Regions from separate parts of the Mus musculus genome. Here regions 1 and 3 are each linked to region 2. A link is a contact called in public promoter capture Hi-C data. All regions are on one chromosome and are shown on one strand. The core of a region is the stretch at or near the end of the contact, and the rest is flanking DNA. Distances in the headings are between cores, read along the strand shown.

Region 1 (4,053 bases), core at 1,180-3,679, 2.1 Mb before region 2:
GGAGCAAATGTGGCTTTTGGTCAGAGCAAGAAGTGGTCCAATTGCCACAGCAAACTCTTGAGTCCCCCTAAGAGAATTTTGACATCATTTCCACTGTGTTCTCCAAGCTACTCTCAAAATGCCAGGCTAAGTGATCCCCCTGCCTCAGCCTCTACATGATACACACATGTGCATGATGCCAAGGTGACTGGGGAAAGGGCATTTTTTTTTCTTCTGGCTGTGACATTGCCTGACTTTCTGATGATTCTGAACTATCTGCTTTTGGCCTCGCTTTATGCCAGCAAGGAGTATTCCTTTCTTGATTGAATTGTTGCTGTTTTGTAGTGTGTGTGTGTGTGTGTGTGTGTGTGTGTGTGTGTGTGTGTGTGTATTATGGTTCGGTAACTCTCTTTCCTGAGAGTCTGCAAATACACATTATTCTAATTTTTAAAAATCCTCACATTAACTGCCCTATAAACCATGCAGCTCTTTGTCTTTGAACTCGGCTAGCCTTTCAACTCCTCCAATATCATTTTCTCTTTGTAGTGAAGTCCCCTGTTACCAACAAGTCCTCCAGGTCATAAAATACTTTCTCCAAGGACTGTAGTATTTCCTGGCATGTGTTTGCTTCAGTAAAACGATCAGTGTATTAAAAGCCCTCAGGGCCCCTGCTGAAGCAAAGATGGCCCCGCAGCTCCTTCGGGGCATGTGTGAAATCCGTGTCACAAACATCCCTCTGCAGCACAGCATTCTGCAGAGCTTCTGTCCATCTCACAGGACACACTCAGCGTGCTGGGAGTGCTGGGGATTCTGGGAAAGGGATTCCTTTTTAGGGCCCTTCCACCATAGCAAACATCTCAATGTCAGCGGTATCGCAGCCTCTAAGGTTAGTTTTAAAACTCCTTCTTTTGCACAAGAGGAAACTGAGGTACAGATTGCCAGCCAGACGTCCTTCCAGCAACTCGGCTGGTTTACACCAGGTCCGTGAATAGAACCTGAGGCCCTGACTTTAGATTCTAGATTCTTTAACTCTTTTAATGTATTAACTGACATCCCCATGGTAGACACAGGTAGGCTCTTTGTCCTTCTTTCAAGCCAGGTCTAACGTGATATTCAGAATATACTGTTCTGTGGTTGACATTAACCCATTGTCATCTAAGAGCAAAGAGTCTGTTTGAAAGGCGAATGGCGTGTTCAGTAGAACAAGAGAAGGCTTTCTTAACAGGGGGGTATTCGTTGAAAGTGCTGTCCAGCCTGCCTCTCTGACTTCCCGCATAGCTAACTCATGATGCTATTGAGAGCTAGAGTTCCCATCCGTATATGAAAACCTAGCTTGGCACGGTGCTTGGTAGAACTAAGTCTGCCCAGCTGTGCTCTCAGTCACAGGGGAAATTAACCGAGACAATGTGGCTGGTTCGGGACATTCTGTTAAAAACACATGTGGTCTCATTAGTTCCTCTAGGTTTCAGGCTAAGTGACCAAGTCTGATACCTTCTGTGACTGTCTTGGATTATATTTTTGGGCCCATTTGCCATCTTAATAATCACTGTTCTGTTTACTCATGGTGTTCTGGGGAAGCCATTTGTCACCGTGAATCAAAACATTGTCTGGTCTATCTGACTTTCTTTACTTATGTTGCACATGTACAGTTTAGTGGTGTGTGTGTGTGTGTGTGTGTGTGTGTGTGTGTGTGTGTGTGTGTGTGTATTTCACAAAGCTATGAAACCATTCCCACACTCCAATTCCAGAACACCTTCATCATTGCCAGGAAAAGCTTTGCATTCATGTGCCTTCAGTTCTAATTCTACTTCCCCTAGCCTGTGACAATCACTTAAGTTATTTGCCAATGTTATATGTTTACCTAGGCAGGATATTTCATGAAAGTATGGTTGGATAACTTGACTGTATAACCTATATTTTATTGCTGGTTTCTCTCAAGTTCTATTCACATTGTGGCATATCTGTTTGTTCCATTCTTGTTTATATGCTTGTAATTTTAAAAAGAATATCTGTCTCTTGAAAATGTTGCAAGAGCAATGTATCCTAAAATAGACAGCTTTGCTATTCTTAGTAGAGAGAATGAAACAAAATATTTAACTGACTAGTTAACATTGGTGTAGAAATACAATAAAAATTTTTAATCTCATTAACTAAGAAATAAGGAAAATGAACAAATAATGTGGGCATAAAAATGATCTTCTTAATATACCTTAAAAAAAGTTTTAATAAAAATTAAGAGAGAAGCCAGGCTCATGTAGTATGATTTTCATCTATTTATTTCATCGCCCAGAAAACTCCGTGCACTGCTGAGTCGGCACACGCTTCTGTGGAACAGGCAGAGAACAGGAAAGAGCACGAGGCACAGCTGAATTTAGAAAGTTAGAGATGCTCGCATCTGCCACACGAGACGGACAGGAGAGTCCTTCCAGCAGGCGGGAGAGCGGAGCGCAGACAACAGATGTGAGAAAGGTCCCAGAGCTGTCAGGTTTCAGCATCCTTGTGCCGAAGTAGGGAGGCGCCAACATGATTGATGGTCGGAGCCTGTATAAAACCGGTCCACCTCTAAGCAGCTGCTTGTCACACTGACCCACACCATCTCTCTGCTGCCCTTGGGGTTTCTGTCAACCGCTGCTAGAAAGGAGAAAACCTTTTGGAGAGTAATCTTTTGTTGTGGTCATGCCAGAACCCACTAAGAAAGAGGGTAAGAACACCTATAAATATTCTTCTTATGGTCTCTAATATTTATTTTAGTATTTATTTTTAAACAGTTGTCTGATTGTTTTTTAAAAAAAGACTATAAAACAGTAGAATTACTGGGGTACAAAGATTTTAAAAAATGGGTGTGAAAAGACCAGAAGACTATATAATTAACTGAGAAATATCTGAAAAAGTTTATAAAGTTATATTGATTCCAATGATTAAATGGAAAATGTATTATTCAATTTCAAAAGGTCCTTAAAATGCTTACATGAAAGATGTTAACTGCTCACGGTAAGAAGGCTGCATTTTCAAGCTGTTTTTTTTTTAACTTTGTTTCTCTAAATTTCCACCTTGTGTTTGCAGTGTGCAGTGCTTGGAACATCGGATGTTTTTTCAAGCACTTTATAAATTTGGTCAAGTTTTCAAATAATAAGAATCTGTGATATTATTTGTAGTTTTTCTTCTTTTTCACAGAAAGGCATTTGAAATATACAAATAAGAATTCTTCTTTGATTGTCCTTTGGGAGCCCAGCTTTGAAATTTCTTGCTGGGAAAGAAATTTTTTCTGAATATGAGTGGTAGGTTGCACCTCTCCTGAGTTTTGCGGCATACAATCTTAAAATATGTAGCCTTTAAGAAAATAACTAAGAATAAAAACGAAAGACAATTAAAGAGTAGTCTTCATTAGAAGAAAAACTTCTCCTTTCTATAAAAAGATCAGTATTTTAAAATTTCTGGTTAGTAATGGAATTAAATTAGTGTTAGAGGTTATGAAAATAATGAAAATGTACATTCTCATTAATACATTAACTTCTAGTGGAAACATCTTTTATAACTATTACCTCATACTCTGGTTTCCCTTGGGATGACATAAATCTTTCACCCCTTACTAAAGACTGCAGAGGAGAGGAATACCTTTGAGTCTTGAGCCAAGTTTTTGATGAGCCAAGTTTTTGACAAGCCAAGTTTTTGATGTTTTGCTTCTTTGGAACTAATACAAAAATGCAAATATTTGAATCAAATCCGTTTCACTTGGGCTTTTTGAATCTTTTTTTTTTTTTTATTTCTCCTCTGTAAATAAAAGCATACTTGCACACACACAGACACACGTACACAGGCTTAGAGGTGAACATAAAAAACAATATTTAGACTTTTCATTTTTAATCTTGAAAAGTGTTTGTTGCCGTTATTGTGAAGAACTTTGCAAGAGATGCCACATGTTAAAGCTGAAGTTGAGCTACTAACCGAGTTCTGAAAAGGCTTTTAAGTATTTTTTCTTTATGTAATTAGGTAGTCAGTGCTGACAGGTTGGGGTGATCAGTTACAGGTTGGCCCTATTTAGTGGCAGGGAGCATTGATGGATGAAGTCTTTCT
Region 2 (4,032 bases), core at 683-3,182:
CTGCATGGTCCAGTCTCTTTAGAATGCTGCCGCTGTCATTGTCACCCTGAGCAGCCTCCTGTACAATCTATCTTCTTCTTTTGTTACTATTGGTTGAGTGAGCATTCTGTCCTAAGGATTGGAGGTGAATGGCAGATGGGACAAACTGTGGAAGATTCTGTCCCGGGGAATAGTCAGGCTTTCACGCAGTGAAAATTAACCATCAAAAAGATGGAGAGATACAGGGAGTGGAGATATGGTTCAGTGGTTAAGAGTATGCACTGCCCTTGCAGGAGGCCTGAGTTCAGTTCTAAGCACCCAGGTGTAACCCCTGCTCCAGGCAGGTCCCTTTCTCTGATCTCTGCATCTCTACAGGAACCTGTACTCATGTTCACAAGCCTACATACACATAATTAAAAATAAGTAACTCATTTTTAAAATATATGGAAGTAAAAAATAAATGACATTTTCTAGAAAGCAATCCTTTAGCTGGTGCTCAGCTTGCTGCTGCTGATGGTTGAGAAGCAATGACTTGGCATCTTCTACCTCACAAGTCCTTGTACAACCTACAGGGCCAAACCCAGAGATTTATGAAATCATCTGCTGTTTCTCCGAATTTAAACCTTTCAGGTGAGAACAGTAGGGGCAAAGGGATTGCTTCTCCGGGGGCTGATTACTGTTTGTAGGCCTCTTTCATTATTCAAGGTTCATGCACAGAAATAAAAATGCTAAGTGGCACTGACCTCCAGGGCATGATGGAAGAATACCATTAATGGAAAAACCCTTGGTGATGTATACTGAGCACTGCTCAGCAAACACTGACCCTGCATTGAATCTGCACCTTTTCTTATATATAGTGCAATCAAACATAAGTACTCGTGCAGTAATTTGCCTGGCTTCTCTTCTAAACCTTTGTCCAACTCCTTCCTTCCTTAGAAACGGAAGGTTCTTTAGAATTCTTGTCCTGGCAAGAATTCCCCTTCCATTTTTCCAAGTACTTTTTCTGTGCACCTTTAACACCAGTGGTGTTTTTTTTTTAAATAACTACATTTATAGGTCTTTATATTGCAGCTAGAAATGGATGTGGTGTCACGTGTCTTTTAACTCAGCACTCAAGAGACAGAGGCAGGTGGACCTCTATGAGTTTGAGGCCAGCCTGGTCTACATAGTGAGTTCCAGGCCAGCCAGAACTACATAGAGAAACCCTGTCTCTAAAATCAAACCAAATACTGGAGGACAGAGAGCCTTAAAGGAGACCTGCTTTGAATTTCTGAGGGACCTTGAGGCATAGAAGTGACACATGAGACAGGGACCTGCCAAATATCCTCCCATTCTGTGCTGGTTAAGCTTTTCAATTGCCTTATTTTCCAATCTGTAATTTCTTTTAACCTTGTAGTCTTAATTCTCATCTCACAAATCTCCTCTATGGAGAGGCCTGGCATAGTCCCGACATCCCTTTTGTGTTCTCATTACACATCTCTATCAGTTTACAGCAAGCTGACATTATCTTTTGTTTGTGCACTTGTATGTAACCAACTCCTCCTCATGCCATCCCCAGCCAGGGTAAGAGCTTAGCTCCTTGTGCTTGTACTCCTATGACATTTGCTGACAGCTGACTCACTGGTCTCTCAGAAGCTCCTACTAAGGCCCAGGGAAGTCAGGTGACTTTCTCCAAGCTGGCTTCCTAGGATACTGAACTGCATTATTCACACTCCCTGAGGGGCATCTCAATCCTCCTGGGATGAAGAAAGATCGTCCACTTGGCCACTTGAGGCCAGCAACAGCAAAGCTTGCTTGCTCTAGCAACTTTCCCTACCTGGCTGGCGAGGGAAAGCCTAGAGACTGAGAAAGGAGGGGCTTGAGGGGCGGGCCTGGATGCAGGGCCCCTGTTGGCCCAGCCAATGGGCTCTCCGGCGTAGGGAGACCAGTCTGCCCAGAGGAGGCGCTCACGTACTGTGCAGGGCAGAGGCAGAGCGCGCAAGCTGCAGCGCTCCCGCAGATCCTGTAATTGGCGGCGCCAGTCCGAGGTACACACGGGCCACCGTAGCTGGCACTGTCGGTAAGCCAAGGCAAAGTGGAGTAGGTGGGTTTTCTGGCCTTAGGGAGCACTCACCCCGAATCCGAGCTGTTGGTGCGTCCTCGGGCAGTGCTACTTCCCCATAAGCTCTCTCTTTTGTTAGCCGAATGTTGATGCTGCATGTTGGTGGGGTGCAGGTGCTCCGTGAGCCCGGAGTGCCACCCTCCGGTCCCAGGCTGCTGCTGCCGGTCCCTAGCACTGGTCCCTGTAGAGTACCGGAACCCTGGGGCCCTCAAAGCTATGACTACTGAGGTATTCAACCCAACATCCAGACCTGTCCCGGAAAAGAGCTTCCTCTGGGAAGCTGAGACCACAACAGATACTGGTGCTCTGCACTGGATCCCAGCACCTGCTCTAGGCAGGTCCCTCAGGACCTGTTGCCTTGGGTCTGGGGCTCAGATCTGTTGCGCAGTCTTCTATTTCCAGCTATCCTGAGACGAAGGAAAAAACCTTGGAGGGTTTTCCTGGCCAGGCTAAGACTAACACTGCTGGAGCGCCCTGGTTATTTATTCATGACTTACTTGGCTGTAAGCCAGACACTATGCTCTCAGCTCTAGCGGCCTTAAAGGAATCTCAGGAGTTGCTGGGGCCTACCAGGGATGATAGGATAGGAGGGATTGCAGTGTGGTGTAGTGCAGACAGCAAGAGGTGGGTGGGTCGTGATGCAGCCTGGAAGACACACAGAGACTGGAGAGTTTGCCAGCCTGAGAGCTGTGGAATCAGAGGCATCAGGGACAGGAAGAATTTCAGGTAGATTTTCCCATGTGCAGACGAAAGAAGTGAAGAACTCAGAATCTCAGCTAATCAAACAGCAGATTGCACAGTAGAACCAGGACTTGCAGATGGGACCTAAACTGCAAGGTAGAAGGGGCTAGCCAAAAATGTACACAATCTAGAGATGCATGCAGCCTGACAAGTTTATCCTAGGACACGGGAGGCTGGGAAAGAATTCCAGCTGATCCCACAGCCACTCTGCTAGCTCTGTGGACAGTGACTGGAGCTGGCATCTTCAAGCTAGTAAGTTGTGAAAAGCTGGTTTTCAGGCAACGTGGCTGCAAATACTCTGGCCCCTTAAGGCTGACTATCTGACAGGGGCTCTGTAACCCTAGCTTCTGGGCATGAATTCAGGCAGGGAGATGCTGTCATGTGATGCTTGCTCCTGTCATTGTATTGGAAGCTGTGGCCTCTATCTTGTCATCGGGGATAGCCCTTGGGGAGTTGGATAGAGCATCTGTGCTCACTTTCTGATGCCTGGTCCCTGTGTGAGAACTTCTGCCTTACCTGGGCTTACCTTTCTATCTTCCAGGGCCAAGGGGCTGCTGTTTGGGTTGCCATATAGAGACTGGTATAGCGGCAATAAAAAAGGCTCCTAGGAAGTGAGACCAGAAAGCCACTTCATCTATTTGCCTTAAAGACATTTTTGACCTTGTGGGTCTCTCTCTCTCTCTCTCTCTCTCTCTCTCTCTCTCTCTCTCTCTGTGTGTGTGTGTGTGTGTGTGTGTGTGTGTGTGTGTGTGAGGAGATTATTTTACCTAGTTGTCATAAGCAAGGTTCCTTGTTTAAAAGGTCAGAGATGCTAAGCTAGTCACTTTTAAATTGTTAATTTGCCTTAACCTAGAATGCCCAAGGAATAACATCTCGATGAGGGATTGATGTCTAGATGAGACTGCCCTGTACGTACATCTGTCAGATAATGCCTTTATTTGTCAGTTGATTCATGGGAAGTCCTAGCTCATGGTGAGCCATGCTCCTCTCTGATAGTGAGTCCTGGATGGTGTAGGTATGGAGGAAGGACGCTGGACAGTAGGCAAGTGTTTATTCTTTCTCTGCCTTGCTTGTAGCTATGATCCGCTCCCACAAGTTCCTGCCAGCTTGACATACCCCCAAAATACGGTCTGTAGCCTGAACTTGTGAATTAAAATAAACCCTTTCTTACCCAAGTTGCTTTGTGATATTTTAGCACGGCAGCTGGAATG
Region 3 (4,537 bases), core at 1,089-3,588, 2.2 Mb before region 2:
AAAAACAAACCAAAAAACAAAAAACTGTATGTCTCCAACATGGGGGAAGACTTGGTGGGGCTTGGGATCCAATAAAAATAAACCAACGTGAGAGATTCGGGTTCTACTTTGTTACTTTAAAGTCTACATTTGATAAGAGGAGCTGTTCACTGTATTTGCATGACAGACAGTCTCAGGCAGGAAACTTGTTCCATCTCAAAGGTGAGCACACGCCCTTCTTGACCTTCCCACCCACAAGATTTACTGATTCTTTTGTTTACTTGCTTGTTTGGATGTCCCCCGGCCAAATGGGAAAGTGCTTAAAAGTAGGTCCAAGTCAAGTCTGTGTCAGTCAAACCAGAGGATGCCAGAGGAGTTTGTCCCCATCTTGCACTGGCGGACACAGTGTTGGACAGGTAAGTGAACTGGATGCATGGGAAGGGTGTGTACCTAACCTTAGAGCTAAGTAAGCTTTGCTGCTCTTCATCCATGCCTGCAGTATCTGAGAAACATCAGCTATCCAGAGAGTGGATCATTTAGGTGCCCTTCTGTGTAAAGCAATCTCAATGCCAAGGAAAGAGAATAGTCTAGATTTCTAGGTCTTTCTCCTTCTCCTTTTCTTGCTTCTCTTATCCTCCCCCCATCTCTCTCTCTATCACACACACAGACACACACTTTGTGTGTTTAGACCAGGAGATGCAGGGTGGGCTGGGCATCGCCATGTAGCTGTACAGATGGCAGATGGTTGTGATGGGCACACTGTGGCTGATGTCACACTGTGACTGATGGCATACTGGATGATGGCACACTGTGGATGATGGCGCACTGTGACTGATGGCACACTGGATGATGGCACACTGTGGGTGATGGCACACTGTGGATGATGGCACAGTGGATGATGGCACAGTGGATGATGGCACACTGTGGATGATGGCACAGTGGATGATGGCACACTGTGGATGATGGCACAGTGGATGATGGCACACTGTGGATGATGGCACACTGTGGATGATGGCACACTGGATGATGGCACACTGTGAATGATGGCACACTAGATGATGGCACACTGTGGATGATGGCACACTGTGGATGATGGCACACTGTGGATGATGGCACACTGCGGATGATGGCACACTGTGGATGATGGCACACTGTGGATGATGGCACACTGTGGATGATGGCACACTGGATGATGGCACACTGTGAATGATGGCACACTAGATGATGGCACACTGTGGATGATGGCACACTGCGGATGATGGCACACTGTGGATGATGGCACACTGTGTAGCTGATGAGCACACTATAGCTGAAGAGCTCACTGTAGCTGATGGTTGTGAGCCATCATATGGTTGATGGGAATTGAGCTCCAGCCCTGCTTGCTCCAGCCCAAAGATTTATTTATTATATGTAAATGCACTGTAGCTGTCACCAGAAAAGGATGTCAGATCTCATTATGGATGGTTGTGAGCCACCTTGTAGTTTGCTGGGACTTGAACTCAGGACCTTCGGTAGAGCAGTCAGTGCTCTTAACGGCTGGGCCATCTCTCCAGTCTGCAGCCAGTGTTCTTAACTTCTGAGTCATCTCCCCTTTTCTTTTCCTTTCTTTTCTTGAGTTGTAGCCCTTTCCTTCTTGTGATGTGATGTAGCCCAGGCTGTTCTTAAACGTACAGTGGTCCTCCCGCCTCTCCTGAGTAGTACGTAAGCCTGATACTGAGTGTGATACTACAATTAGTCTTTTGAAGGAGTCAGTTCTCTCTTCCACTCTGTAAGTTTGGGAGCTGAACGTAGCTCATCAGGTTTGAACGTAAGAGTCTTGACTTTGTCTCAGGTCTCCTTTAAACTCCCTCTTGAGTCAACTGTGAGAACTAAGCTTTAGGTTGGTCACACCAAATGCTGTCATGTGGGGGCTGGGGCTCTAAGTCTCAAAGGAAGGGTTACAATCAAGTGCTGGTTTATTGTGGGGAGCCTGATCTAAAGGGCTCGTAGGCAGGCTGTTGAGAAGAAGTCCATAGTCTAGAGTGTGAAGTCCAAAACTGGGAGAGATGATATAAGTGAGAAAAGAGGGGTGGCTAAGGTCAGAGGTTTCTGGATGGAGTTAGCAGCTCAGAGGAGTGAGTGGAGTGTTGGGGGGGGGGGGAGAATGTTGTGGGGACTGGGTGCTGAGCCTTGAGTTTGATTCTAATGCCCCAGAGAATGCTAACTATTACATGTCCTTTCAAAATAATAGCCCCTGGTGTCTTACTTGGTCACATCAAGAAGTAGAATTATGCAGGCACTGTGCCTTTTAAAAAAAATCCCCTTTGCAGCACTTCCTTAAAAAATAGCTATTTAATGCGACTCTGCCAGGGTGTTGTTGATAGCGTCCTTGACATTTCAGTACAGATATCGCCACTTGGTTTTCCTGGTAAGTGTTCAGTTTATGTCTTCCCTGAACCTTTGTATTAAGTGTTCCATTTTCTCCTTGGGATGAATGTTTCTTGGGCTATTGTTTTACTGTCTGTTCCGCTGCGAGAAATAGTAAGCCATTGATAAGCTAAAGCTGAATCATCAGTTGAAATACTGCTTGGAATGGAAAGGCAGGCTTGAGGCTGTAGAGGCTGTGGGTCTTTATAACACAAACTCTAATTAAACTGATTAAGCTCCTTTATTTACAGTTCATAGAAACCTTGTTTTCGGGAGCTAGTAAAAAGAGTTTGCTTCTATTCTCATACTCTAGGCGCTGTTAAAGAGTGAGTTCAAAATACAATAACCTTCAGCACTACAGGGTGAGGTCATAGTTTAAAAGTCATGAATGGCTTTTTAAAAAATACCTAACACTGATAGTATTCATTTGATGGGTGGGCTAGCGCACGACGACAATCTCAGCATTTGGGAGGCTGATACAAGAAGATTGGCAAGTTTAAGACCAGTTTGGACTACAGAATGAGTGTGTGATCTTAGACCAGGCTACACTGTCATTGTGTGAAAAGAGTAAAGAGATCACCCCCCACCCCACCCCCAAAAAAAGAACATAGCCTAAACTATAATTTATACATTTTCTTTTCTTTTTTTCTTTCTTTTTTTTTTTTTTTTTTCGAGACAGGGTTTCTCTCTATAGCCCTGGCTGTCCTGGAACTCACTCTGTAGATCAGGCTGGCCTCGAACTCAGAAATCCGCCTGCCTCTGCCTTCCAAGTGCTGGGATTAAAGGTGTGCGCCACCAACGCCTGGCTTCTTATGTTTTCTTTTAAGTGATCTAGTGCAAAGATGATGTATTGTCATCTCACTGTATTAATCAGTATTAAATGTTGAATATTAAGTAATACTAAAGAGTATCAGCTAGGATTACAGGGTAAGAACTTGAGCCTATGTTTAATGATGAAGTAATCTGTGTTAAAGTCCCACACTTTCTTATGTGGCTTTTCTTTGTTACACCATTCAGCAAGTCACATGAGGATGGAGAACTTAAGGTCATCTCTGACAACCGGTGTCTTAGAGAAAATACAAATCTCAAGAAGGGATAATAATAGCGTGAATCTTTCTTCCTTGAGAAAAAAAGAAAAAGTCACACACAGCCTCTAACTCACAGAAACCCAGTGTTTACTGGAACTCTACACCACCATGCCCCGTGTATAAAATAAGTCGTTGGAATTCTTAAATATGTTCCAGTTATTTCTGTGTCATCAATTACGCAGCGACAGTGATTAACATCAGCTGTCTTCACATTTAAGAAGTTAGAGGAGCCGAGTCAATGGCTCTGCAGGCAAATGTGCTTCTGCTGTGAACTTGAAGACCAGAGTTTAAATTTCCAGAACTCCCACTAGTTAGGTTTTTGCTGCCTGAGTACAAAGTCATCTGGGAAGAAGAAACTTAATTGAGGAAATGTCTCAATTAAGCTGGCTTATGGGTCAGCCTGTAGATCTTTTTATTAATTAATGATTTTATGTGAGAGGGGCTTTGACCACTGCAGGTGATGCTACCCCCCTCGGCAGGTGGTCCTGAGTTAGGTAAGAAAGCGAGCAAGCTGAACAAGTACATCCTCTGTGGTGTATGTCCTGACAACCCTGGATGATGTCAAAGGAAGGTTAGATGAAATAAAGCCTTGTCTCTCAAGTTGCTTTGGTCAGGGTGTTTTATCCTAGTACCAGAGACCAAACGAGTATAGTTTGTCAGGGTGTGGTAGCCTCCTGTAACCTCGAGACATGAGACAGGCGGCACCAGCTGGTTAACTAGACCCAATCAGCAAGCTCTGGGGCACATGAGAGATCCTGCTTCCTTATGTAAGGAAGAGAGTGGCGGAGGAAGACACTGGGCATCAACTTCTGCTCTCTATACATAAGCATGCAAGAGCAGCTTCATGTGCATGCCTGCTCTCTCTCTCTCTCTCTCTCTCCCTCTCTCTCTCTCTCTCTCACACACACACACACACACACACACACACACACACACACACACACACAGTGATAGAAAAGTGAAATATTCAGATTGTGGCATCTTGCATTCATAACATTTTCAAAAAAACAAAAACAAAAACAAAAACAAAAAAAAAAAACCCAAAAACCAAACTAAACCAAAAC

The links. Promoter capture Hi-C pulls out the DNA fragments that hold promoters and counts their contacts.
Region 1: a promoter capture Hi-C map of liver shows a contact between it and region 2, with 5 times the contacts expected there. The contact joins the promoter of Mybpc1 here to the promoter of Syn3 in region 2. A contact is called at or near these places in 4 of 39 promoter capture datasets (hippocampal neurons, liver and pre-B cells).
Region 3: a contact with region 2 is called in a promoter capture Hi-C map of pre-B cells, with 7 times the contacts expected there. The contact joins the promoter of Spic here to the promoter of Syn3 in region 2. A contact is called at or near these places in 3 of 39 promoter capture datasets (the C10 cell line, liver and pre-B cells) and 1 of 9 other capture datasets (pancreatic islet).

The regions. Positions count from the first base shown.
Region 1 is chr10:88,603,528-88,607,580 of GRCm38.p6, reverse strand. It overlaps Mybpc1 (myosin binding protein C, slow-type), which reads left to right and starts at 2,429. Exons shown (of 29, transcript NM_175418.5): 1 at 2,429-2,680. The coding sequence starts at 2,656.
Region 2 is chr10:86,496,796-86,500,827 of GRCm38.p6, reverse strand. It overlaps Syn3 (synapsin III), which reads left to right and starts at 1,932. Exons shown (of 14, transcript NM_013722.3): 1 at 1,932-2,038.
Region 3 is chr10:88,680,824-88,685,360 of GRCm38.p6, reverse strand. It overlaps Spic (Spi-C transcription factor (Spi-1/PU.1 related)), which reads left to right and starts at 2,338. Exons shown (of 6, transcript NM_011461.3): 1 at 2,338-2,386.